Linked DNA regions of Mus musculus: region 2 is linked to region 1. A link is a contact called in public promoter capture Hi-C data. All regions are on one chromosome and are shown on one strand. The core of a region is the stretch at or near the end of the contact, and the rest is flanking DNA. Distances in the headings are between cores, read along the strand shown. Region 1 overlaps Gabbr1 (gamma-aminobutyric acid (GABA) B receptor, 1). Region 2 holds the start of Trim26 (tripartite motif-containing 26).

Evidence for each region. Promoter capture Hi-C pulls out the DNA fragments that hold promoters and counts their contacts.
Region 2: a promoter capture Hi-C map of hippocampal neurons shows a contact between it and region 1, with 2.0 times the contacts expected there. The contact joins the promoter of Trim26 here to the enhancer-like site in region 1. A contact is called at or near these places in 15 of 39 promoter capture datasets (the 3T3-L1 cell line, 3T3-L1-derived adipocytes, the HPC-7 cell line and 11 more), 24 of 484 Hi-C or Micro-C datasets (CD8 T cells, the G1E-ER4 cell line, brown adipocytes and 16 more), 15 of 115 datasets of contacts at active chromatin or transcription factors (T-cell acute lymphoblastic leukemia, acute myeloid leukemia, bone marrow-derived macrophages and 6 more) and 4 of 9 other capture datasets (adipose tissue, embryonic stem cells, liver and 1 more).

The regions. Positions count from the first base shown.
Region 1 is chr17:37,059,915-37,065,742 of GRCm38.p6, forward strand. Gabbr1 (gamma-aminobutyric acid (GABA) B receptor, 1) reads left to right here. Exons shown (of 23, transcript NM_019439.3): 12 at 2,620-2,862; 13 at 3,416-3,479; 14 at 4,746-4,823. Among named protein-coding and RNA genes, the nearest start is that of Gabbr1, 17 kb to the left of the region's middle. Within about 2 kb of position 2,562, at least 50 of the 459 cell types and tissues checked have an H3K27ac peak or open chromatin away from gene starts, as enhancers often do. A contact at or near this core is called in cerebral cortex, differentiating embryonic stem cells, embryonic fibroblasts and 3 more, where this site is marked.
Region 2 is chr17:36,833,569-36,839,396 of GRCm38.p6, forward strand. It overlaps Trim26 (tripartite motif-containing 26), which reads left to right and starts at 3,578. Exons shown (of 10, transcript NM_001025599.3): 1 at 3,578-3,696; 2 at 3,897-4,004.

The sequences.
Region 1 (5,828 bases), core at 1,312-3,811:
CCACCACCACCCCAGTATCACCACCACCACCACCACCACCACCACCACCACCACCATCAACCTCTTTTCTCTCCTCCTGTATAGAGGGATGGTATTAATGAAACATTAGAACAAACAGCTTAAGAGGATTTCCTGATTTGATATGTATTTACTTGGAGTCTTATTCACTGGACACTGGGAGTATGAGAAAAAAAAGTGAGCTAAGTTTTGTGTCTTTTGTGGTTTTTTTTCTTTTTTGTCTTGGTTTTCATTTCACGTATTTTTAAGCATGTGCAACTATGTATATGGAGGTGCCAGTGGAGGTGAGAGATATCGGATCCCATGGAACTGGAGTTTCAAGGGCTCTTTACAGTAGCTTCTGCACTCTGGACCATTGAACTATCTCCAACCTACCTGCCTTTCTGTTTTGTTTTGTTTTGTTTTGAGATGAGAGTCTTACTATGTAGCTTTGGTTAGCCTTGAGCTTAGCTATGTACACCATAATTGTCTCAAATTTGAAATTCTATTTATTGTTTTTGTCTACCTCCTGGGTTTGAGATTATAGGTGTGCACCATTATGGACTACCCCCACCCCAACCCTTCTCTCTGAGTTTGGTCTTACTGTCTTGACCAGGTTGATCTTGAACCTACAGACTCAGACTCACACCCCCACACCCCCTTTAGCTTCATAAGTAGCTTGGTTATGCTGCTACTGTTCTTCCATTGAATTTGAGATCAGTGGTCATATATAGCCACAATGTGTTTGAGTAAATGGGACCTACAAGATGTAAGGTTTGGGGTCAGAATTACAGGCCTGAGCATTGGGAACAAAGACAAGGGTGCAACCAGGGAGACTCGTAGAGAGAGAATGTAATATACTTCATACGCAGTGTTTTATGTGTTCTTACTTAATCCTTGCTGGAGCACTTTAACACAGTATTATTCCCATTTTCAAGCTGAATACTCAGTTTAGTGAGATTTAATAACTTGCTTGAGATTTCTTAGTAGGTAAGTGGTTTAATTAGAGTTAGAACCCATTCATCTACTTATCCAACCAGACTTTCTTTTTACTTGGAGATGTTATTGTTTTAGGTTCACAGAAAAATTGAAAAGAAGGCCCGGAGTTCCCATACTTCCCCATGCACACCTTCTCCATTATCAGGTTACACCGCCACAGGAGTATACTTGTGAATGTTGATGATCTTTATCAACCAGCTGTTGTCACTCAAAGCTTGTGGCTTATATTAGGACCAGCTGTTAGAGTTTTGCATTCCAGGGGTACACGTGGCGTGTGTCTACCTTTGCAGTGCCATGTGAATTACAGATTTCCAGGGGCATTTATAGTATGTCCACTTTGAGCTGTGCTCAACGATAGGTACCAGTCCTCAAGAGAGGAATGGAGCTTCTTTCTGTTCTAGTGTAGTTGAGCCCAGACCTTTGTGTTTCAAGGCCCAAGCTATTTCTAGAAAATTAGACAGAAAAATAAATGTCTTTAGGGCATGGGAACAAGGTTTAAAGATTTTTTAAAATTTCATTTTATCCATTTATTTTATGTATGTGTTCACACCAAGGTGCATATGTGAAGGTCAGAAGTTAACCTTTGGGTGTTGGTTCTCTCCCTCCACTATGTGTGTACCAGAAATCCAACTCAGGCTTGGCAGTAAGTAGGTGCTTTTACATGCTGAATCATCTCACTGGCCAGGAACAAAGATTCTTCATTCGTGTATCATCTCTGCTTTGTTAGAGTGTGCCTGTGAACGTTCTAAACCCGACCAATTATCTGTGCAGTGACTCTGTGTCATACAAGTGCTCTGCCAAGACAAATTTAAATGTTTTCCTATCTGGTCAGGAAGGGAAGGTATGATGTTCTCTGTTATGTGGAAGGCAATTCTGAGAGGTTCAGGAATTCATTCACCCATAAGTAAGAAAGCCAAGCAGAGCTATTGTAAGCTATACGGCCAGTTCTCTTCATCCATGAAAGTTAAAGGGATTGCCGTTCTTTTTAGGTTCCTTAGAAAAAAGGTTGAGTGCAAAAAGGGGTGTGAATAGGACTGAATCTGGACCTGTACCATGTGAAGACTGCTTCCTGTGGCTGTCGCCAGTCCAAGGAGGCAGCCAACAGAAGTCATATCAGACTAGCGAGAAGTTAGCTCCCTAAAGAACAATCCTCCTGGTTCGCAGGCAGAGTGCAAAAGGCTGTGGTGTCGCCTTTTCTGGATCTTTCAAAATTGGAGGAGTTGTTAGCTCCTGGGTCACCTCTGCTGTAAGAGCCTGAGGGTTGGGAGAATGCCAGCTGCCTGCAATATCCATCTCTTCCTTGGCTGGGTCTTTGCTTCGCTCGTTTGCCATTCATTTCCCAGAGTGTTTATTCATCAGATTTCTCTGTTGTTTGTAGTTCTGAGCTAGCAGCTGTACACTCTTAAGACCATTGGACTCAGCTAATCCCCGCTTTTAGTCTTGTAGCTTCCAACCCAAGATAGACACATGGGTATAGCTAACGATTTTGTCTGTACATATGGTCTACCCCACAACACGAACACAAACCATCCGCTCGAGTCACAGTGTCTGAGCCAGAACTGAGGCCTCTCCCCCTGCGCCCACGCACATTTCAATGCTCTCTCCTCTTGTTCTTCCCTCCAGACATCACAGGAATTTGTGGAGAAACTAACCAAGCGGCTGAAAAGACACCCTGAGGAGACTGGAGGCTTCCAGGAGGCACCACTGGCCTATGATGCTATCTGGGCCTTGGCTTTGGCCTTGAACAAGACCTCTGGAGGAGGTGGCCGTTCAGGAGTGCGCCTGGAGGACTTTAACTACAACAACCAGACCATTACAGACCAAATCTACCGGGCCATGAACTCCTCCTCCTTTGAGGGTGTTTCTGTGAGTTACAGCAGCTTCTGTTGTGCACCCCATGAAAAGGGAGATGCCTGGAAGGTCCCTAGATACATTTTCTCAGTTATCTTTCTGTCAGAATCAGTAAAGCCGTCTTAGACTATGGAGGTGGGACCCCCCCAAACCAGAAAGCCATACAAAATATGGCAGTGAAAAGAATTGCTCTATTCTAGTGCTTTTCAAGCTGGTCAAGGTGTTTACAGTTTAAAAAAAGAGAACGACTTGAGAATTCATCTCCTCATTCCTTTTAAAGTAAGGAAATTAGTGCCCAGTAGGGTTTGGTGATTGCTCCTGATCCTCTCTCGGGGGGACTCTCTAATTCAGATCTTAAGATGAAGGAAGCTTCTTCTCCAAAGAATACTGTTTCCAGAATCTAGGGTATGTGCATCTGGGGTGTGTCCTACATGCAGCGGACGGATGCCATAAATAGCCTTCATTCAGAAGCTCAATTACATCAAAAACAGAAGGTTTCGGAGTCCCTGATGTTCTCTTTTCCTCCTGCTTTTATCCCCTCTGCCTTCCTCCACATGTTTCTCCTCAGGGCCACGTGGTCTTTGATGCCAGCGGCTCCCGGATGGCATGGACGCTTATCGAGCAGCTACAGGGTGAGCCCGGGTGTGAGGGGGCTCAGGGAGGGGCAGGCAGGGCTGGGCAGGGACTGGGCTGAGGGCTCTCTTGGAAGAACATTGATCAGCCTCCACAGATTGCCAGGTACATTTTGCCTACATTGCATTGTGTTCGTCAGGCTTTTAAATACTGATAAAAAGAACATGGGTAGGATCTTTGCAGTGATTCTGTTCTTTCAAAGGGGCATACAGGTTAAAAAAAAAAAAAAAGCAGCTGTTCTTTCTTCCCAGTGGCTTTAGTTTTAGTCCCAGAAGTTGCCTGCCTGAGGCTGGGTTGAAAGGTGAAGAGCTGTCCAAAAAGTGTGTCCAAAAAGATCAAGGAAAGCTGGCTTCTTTTAAAAGGAATTCACTCAGTTCCTTGCTATGTGAGAACAGCATTCCAGTCCTACTGGCCTTTCTAGATAGCGTTCCCTGTAACTTAGTTCTGAGGAGTCTGCAGACCTACTGTGAGTTAATCCTTCCGTTCCACCTGACTTAGCCTCTTGTGGGTGTGGCCAAGAGACCCATTTCTTAGCCTCTGGGAAAAGTTTCTTTCTCCCTCCCTCCCTCCCCCCACCAACGTCTGCCACCAAATCCTCTCAGCTCTCTTTGTATATGGGACAAGTGAGGCTGGACTTCAGCCAGGGCGAAGTGGGTGTGAGATGGCGTTTGGAAGGAAAGTTGTATTAACTGTGGCCATTCTGCAAAGAGACACCTTAGGAGTGACTGCCTTTTACTGCCTTGTACTTTAAGAGGCAGATGTATCTTCTCCAAGGCATTAGAACCCAAGCCAAAGGGAGAGAGGGTTCTAAAATTAAAGCCACAGGGGGTGGGGGTGGGGGGGGCGGATCCTGCAATCTGTCCATCATAAGAGGGAGAACAGGCAGAAATTGTTTAAAGCTTTGGAAGCGAGAGACGTGTTGCTGGGAGAGGTGTGAGGCAGTAGAAGATGTGGTAGACGCGCCACGGTGCCTTCCACTGTGGAGCCTCACATGCTTAAGGGTTATATTACTTATTCATATATACACACATACATATTTATTTATCCATACACATGCACTGCTTATTCATGTATACTTACTGCCTTGGGAATCACCTTGTGTTGCTGTGGATTTAGGTTGCCTACCCAGGTGACTTGGGTCCTTACAGCATCCTTGAGTTGCTTATTATATACTATTATATGCAACCACGGAGAGCAACCTTGAGGGTAATGGAAGCTTGAGAATGTCTTCTCCTTACCCACGGCAACTCCTGTCCTCTGCTCAGGCGGCAGCTACAAGAAGATCGGCTACTACGACAGCACCAAGGATGATCTTTCCTGGTCCAAAACAGACAAGTGGATCGGTGAGTTCTTCTTCGGTGCTTTCGAATAGTCATTGTCAGACATCTGAATGAGGAAAGGTGCTTTTAGGTGGAAATGGAAGGTGGGGTTAGGGCAGGGATTGGGAGTGAGCATAGCCCCCAAGAAGGGAGGAGAGGTGAGTGGGTGAAGCTGGAGCAGGCCAGGGGTTACCTTCTTTTTTAATAGTGCTCTGCTTCAGTGGGTGGGACTTAAAGGCAACAGAAGCTGAGAGAAATGGAAGCTGTCATCCAACCTTGATATGTTAGAACCAGGGTCTTCAGGTCCCTATCAGAACAGTAGCTGCCTAATTGCAGGGCAGAAGATAGAATTTCATGCTGTTTTTATTGGCTCTTTGGGGCTTTTTTTGTTTTGTTTTGTTTTCCCCTCACGTTTTGTACATTTGTTTGTGTACATGTGGAGGTCAGGGGACAACTCAAAAGAGGCCTCTCCTACCACCCTGTGGGTCCTGGGAGTTGAACTCAGATCATCAGGCTTGGTAGCAAGAACCTTTATGCCCTGTGCCGTCTCTCCAGCTTTTATCTTGGTTTTTGGTGGGTTTTCCCTCCCCACACACTTTTTTCTGAATCAAGGCTTCATCCTATAGCTCAAGTTGCGCTTGAACTCATTATGTCAGCCAGGCTCATCTTGAAGTCAGGGTGATCTTCCTGCTTTAGCATCTCAAGTGTTGGGATTTCAGGTGTAAATCACCATGCCTGACTTACATTGCAGGATTTTTTTTTTCATGTTTTGTTTTGTTTTGCTCAAATCCCACTGTGTACCTTTAACTGACCCAGAATTTGCGATGTAAACTAGGCCTGCCTCCAACTCACAGAGATTCACCTCTCTCCCTCTTCCTTCTAAATGCTGGGATTAAAGGTGTATGCACACCTGGCCTACCATGCACTTTGTAAACATTTATTTATTTATTTATTTATTTATTTATGAGTGCTCTGTGTGCATATATCATGCCTGCCGGAAGAGGGCATCAGATCCCACTATAGATGGTT
Region 2 (5,828 bases), core at 2,328-4,827, 230 kb before region 1:
CATAGAAGGAAGGTTGACTAAAATATCCTTCAAAGTGCTAGGGTAACAGGTACAATATCTGTGTGACCATACAGGCAGAATATAACTGGAAGAGAAGAGGTGTGGTATATTGTGTACTGGGGAAGGAGTATATCAAGGTCTGTTTAGTTTCTCCTTGATATGACTTTGTGATATTCTTTCCCCTTCTAGTGTAGGACTGGGCAGTGGTTACGTGAGGGTCTTTCAGAGAGACAACAACCTTTTTGCAATTCCCATGAGACTTCATTAAATGGGAGGAGGACAGAAAGTGCACATGGTTACAAAGAAATGAACAAGATGGTTTGGGGGCTGGAGAGATGGTTCAGCATTAAAAGCATTTGCTCTCCTGGAGATAACCTGGGTTCAGCTCCCAGCACCCATTTCATCCTCTTACAACAGCCTGTAATTCTAGTTCCAGAGAATCTGATGCCTTCATCTGGCATCCACTGGCACTGGGCATACACATGATGCACATGCATGCATACACACATATGAAACACTTTGGTTGGCTTTTCAACACAAGGTTTGCGATGGTTTGTATATGCTTGTCCCAGTGCGTGGCACTATTAGGAGGTGTATCCTTGTTGGAGTAGGTGTGTCACTATGGGCATGGGCTTTAAGATCCCCATCCTAGCTGCCAAGAAGTCAGTCTTCCACTAGCAGCCTTCAGATGAAGATGCAGGACTCTCAGCTCTGCCTGCACCATGCCTCCCTGGATGCTGCCATGCTCCCACCTTGATAATAATAGACTGAACCTCTGAACTTGTAAGCCAGCCCCAATTAAATGTCCTTTATTAGACTTGCCTTAGTCATGGTGTCTGTTCCCAGCAGAAAAACCCTAACTAAGACAAGGTTTCTCAGTTCAGGCTTAGCTATCCTGATATTCAATCTGTAGACCATGCTAACCTCAGACTCGGAGATCTACCTGCCTCTGCCTCCAGAATGTTGAGGTTAAAGCCTATGTACTGTAAAAGTAACTTTTATTCACTTGGTGTAATTGTCATCTCAGATGGAGGCTTACTGAACTCTGGCTGGCTGGTCAACTCAACTGTTCTGGCTCAAACTCCTCTCCAAGCTGACAGATTAGTCTGGCTTCTCTCTCATCCTCTGACTTTTTGCTCTGCTTGGCCTCAAACTAACTCAGGTAATCTGTTCTGATCTTCTGGTTTCTTCTCATTCTCTGAATCGTTCTGTCTTCACCTGTGTCTAGCTTATCTCTCTTCAACCTGTCTCTGTAAAACTCTCCTGGTAAAACTACCTTCTCTCTTTCTGCACTCTCTTATGCGGTCTCACTTTCCTTTCTGTTCTCATGAGAGATGGGCATATCCTACTCTGTCAAATCTTTCTTTGATTCGTCACTTTGTCTGTCACTCAACTAGACATCACTTTCAAACATAGGTGCTTCCTTCGACTAACTTGACCTTCATTGTTTGAGAAAAAAGGTGTGTGCCAAGGCTGAGCCACACCACAACCAGAAACAGGTTTTTCCAGTGAACAACGCAGTCTCACAGGGTTAACGGTGTGATCAAACATCCTGCAACAGTGTGCCACCATGGCTGGCTTATTTGTTTATTTTATATGTGAGTAGTTCACCCGCATGCGTGTATGGGCCTGACCTGTCTGTATGCCTGGTGCCCAAAGAGATCAGAGTCTAGAATCCCCTGGATCTGAAATTAAAGGCAGTTGTGAATTGTCTTATGGTTGCTGGGCGTGGAATCCAGGTTTTCTACGAGAATAATTGCCCTTAACTTCTGAGCCATCTCTCCACACCCACATCTAAAAAAAAAAACCAAAAAAACAAAAAAACAAAAAACAACAACAAAAAACCCAAAAACAAAAAACAACAACAAAAAAAAAACCCACTATCAGTGTATGAGACATGCATAAATAAATCAAAATAGATTAATGTATGGTGGGTTACCCATTTAGACAGTGAATGAAAAAACAAGTGTTAGTCAACCGAGAGTCACCCACATTTCCAAAACCAAGCTCCCCTATCCCCTGCCCTTCAATCCTCATCATTACTAAAGACCAATGGGACCTGGCTTTTTTTTCACTTTCGCCACTGTCCTGCATTTTCACTATATGCATGTTCCATACCCCATATTATAAAGCCTGCACCATCACAGCCTGCCCTGCTTCTCACTCCACTTCCAATAAATCTTTTTCATGAGCTCTGTTGTGTAATATGATTTTTTTTTTTTTTGGCAGCATTCCTTGGCTCTGACCATCGTTGAGGTACTCCCTGTGACTATTCCTTAAGTATGGAGAAGATTTTTATTGTAGATATAAGGGAAACGCAGGCAGAGTGGGAAGAACCGGTACTGAATATGGGCAGCCTGGTCTACAGAGCGAGTTCCAGGACAGCCAGAGCTACATAGTGAGACTCTGTCTCTAAACAAAACAAAACAAAGCTCCCACCCCCAATATCAACTGAAAGAGCAGGTATCTAGTGATTTTAGGGTGTGCTGAGATCAAAGTCCAGAGCACAGGCATCCAGAACTCCGCTCCACCCCCTACAACAGCTCACAGGAAACTCAAAAGCACTCCCCATATGTTGGTGAAATGTTAGGACTTAGGACTCGGAGCCCTCCTGCAGCTCGGACTACTTCTTTGGAAGTAGCAGGAACTGTGGATTTCCTGCAGAGCAGAAAGCTGTGTGCAAAAAGGGCTTTCAGGCTAGTGGGCGTGGTCGAGTCCTTGGCTGTGGAGCTGCAGGAGGCTCTCAAAGCTCCTGTAGAGGGCCTCAGTACCAGATATTGCAGGTTCTGTAGTTTTTCTCAGTTTTCAACAAATTCCCCCTTCGTAGCCCAGGCTGGTATTGAACTCTAATGCCTCGGTTTCCCTAGCGCCAGGATCTTTAAATGTTTTGCATTTATTTATTTAGCGTAGGTGGAGAGTGCATGTGCTTGTGGAGCTTAGAGGACAACCAGAATAGATGTTCTCATGTCCCATCATGTGGGGGATATGGGATTTGAAAGCCAGTCATCTGATTTGGTGGCAAGCATCTTTACCCACTGAACTATCACTGTGGTGTGGGGTGGAGTGTGGAATGTGTATGTGTGTTTACTTTGTTCTGTACAGCAGGAACAGCACCTGCCTTGTGTAAGGAAGGCTAGTTGTCAAAAATGGTTCATCCTAGCCAGGAGCTTCGAAAATGATATTTGTGATGGATCTTGGAAAAACTTGATAGACTGGTCTGATCTTAGTTAGAGGCAGGCCCTGAGGAGGAAACCCCATCTAAAACCCAGCCCTTGCAGACACCCCAGCCCACCCCTAACCGCAGGGAATCAGAAATGGGGTCTCGAAAGCTATGGGGGCTTCAGCACCCTAACCTACACGAGGCCTCGCGCGACCTCAGCAGCTGGAAGACAACCGTGACGCACTGGCCGCTTCCGATTTCACTTTCCTTTTCTCGGGCCCGGCCGCTTCACCTCTTTGGCCGCTGCCTGGGGATTTGCCCAGTGATCAGTGACGTCAAGAATCCTGAAGTTCCCATTGGAGGATGGAGTTTGGCAAGAGCCAATCCCAGGGCTGGTCCCAGAGAAATCTCGGCGGAGGGCCCGGAGCTCCCGGAGACTGCTGGGCGGGGAGACTGTGGTGCCGGCTGCTTGCTCAGGACCTACCCCGCGGAGCAGCTCCAGGGAGAGGAGTGACCCGGCCCGGAGAGCGGCGCGGGTGAGTGCGGTTTGCACTGGTGAGGAGACGCGGAGGAGCGGCCGCCGTGCGACCCGGGTGGGGACAGCGAAGGCGGCCGCGGGCCCTGGGCAGGGCTAACCAGGCCCGGGCGCGCGGGACGGCGAGCTCGCGTGAGCGCCGCGTCCCCGGCTCGCCTTTGGGCCTTTCGCCCTGAGCTCGCCGTGTTCCTTCCTCCTCAGGTCCAACCCAGACTTACTTCAGTCTCTTCCAGTCCCCAGAGCCAGAAGTGAGCGGGACCCGGATGACGTTCCACCTGGTGGCTTGGAGCCCTGCATGACCAGAAGCAGGTCTTATATTTATGTATCTGTTTATTTTTTTTTTATTTATTTATCCTCAGAGTAAACTGGTTTAGCTAGTTGTACCAAGAGCTGTGCGTTCGTTATCACTGATGATTTTACTACCTAATTAGCTTAGGAAAAGAAAGTATAAACCTGGCTGTGGACTGGTGCACGCCTTTACACCCAGTGCTTGGGAGTTAGAGGCCAGTCTGGTTTACAGACTAAATGAATTCTAGGATAACCAGGGCTACAAAGAGAGCCCCTGTCTTGACCCCCACCCCCACCCCCACCCAAAAAAAAAAAAAAGAAAAGAAAAGAAATGTATGAATTTAACTTTGGGAAGTGAATAGGAGGAGACACTTAACAATTCCCCGTACATTCCAGATTTTGACAACACAACCATTTGTGTGTGTTTCAAAGAAGGGAAGAATGACATGCGCTCGTTCATGCATGCCTGAACCCCTTGTTAGTGAGATGGATTCATGATGCCTAGAGTATTCCTCCCAAGTTAAAACAAACAAACAAACAAACCCATATTTTTCTAAAAGAAAGCTTTCATTAATGCCTTTAAAACTGCAACTTTTAAATTTGATAATGATGACGATGGTGATGACAACGACAGGGTGTCTCCATGTATCCAAAATGGTCTGAAACTGACCATGGCAGCCCAGGTTAGCCTCCTGCCTCGAGTGCTTCGATTACAGAGATTACAGGCATCTGCCCACACTTTTGAATACACTTAATTTTTTTTAGAACAGTTGTACATTTACAGAAAAAATTGAGAAAACAGTGTGTGAAGTGTCTATAACTCCCAACTGATTTCCTTTCATTGACAAATAACACATTATTATTGGCCAAAGTCCACACACTATATTTATTCACCTTTTCCTTTTCACCTTATCCCTCCATATTCTCACCCAGGTTGCTGCACTGCATTGGTTTTTAGATTTGGTTTCAGAGTTTTCAGAGACACTTATGTAATGGATACCTCAGATAATGAACACACGAGGAGAAAGGTTGATTTTGGTTCACAGGCTTAGAAGTTGCAGCATATGACCCATTGGTACCTGTTGATCTGGGCCTACCATGAGGCAGCAGGCACAGAGAGAGCAGTGCGCAGAAGAACAAAACCACTCATGTAATAGGCAGGAAGAGAGGAGAAAGAGATACATCAGCATGCCACAGCCCCCTTCTATGATGCTATCTCAGTGTCCTAAAGTGGTACACCTCGTAAGGTCTGAATTGGTTTTCAGTAGTGCTGATGCAAGGAACAAGCCTCTGTAGACCAGGCTGGCCTCGAACTCAGAAATCCGCCTGCCTCTGCCTCCTGAGTGCTGGGATTAAAGGCGTGCGCCACCACGCCCAGCAGAACAAGCCTTTTTCACGTGGACTTTTGAAGCATATTCTGATATAAACACTTGGATGTGTGTTTGTATGGTATATCTTACTATTTTTTTTTATTTATTTTTCTTATTCACTTTACATCCTGTTCACTGCCCCCTTCCAGGTCACCCCCTCCCACAGTCCTTCCCCTATCCCTCCTTCCCTTCTCCTCTGGGGTAGGCGATGACTCTGGGTGTCCCCTCCAACCCCCAACATTTTAAGTCTCTGAGAGGCCGGGTGCTTCCTCTTTCACTGAGGCCGGCAAGGCAGCCTAGCTAGAACAGATCCTACACGTGGGCTTTTGGGATAGCCCCAGCTCCAGTTGATTAGGACCCACATGAAGCTGCACATCTGCTGCTACATATGAGGGAGGAGGCCTAGGTCCAGCCCGTGTGTATGTTCTTTGGTTGGTAGTTCATACTCTGAGAGCCACTCTTAAGATTGGGTTTG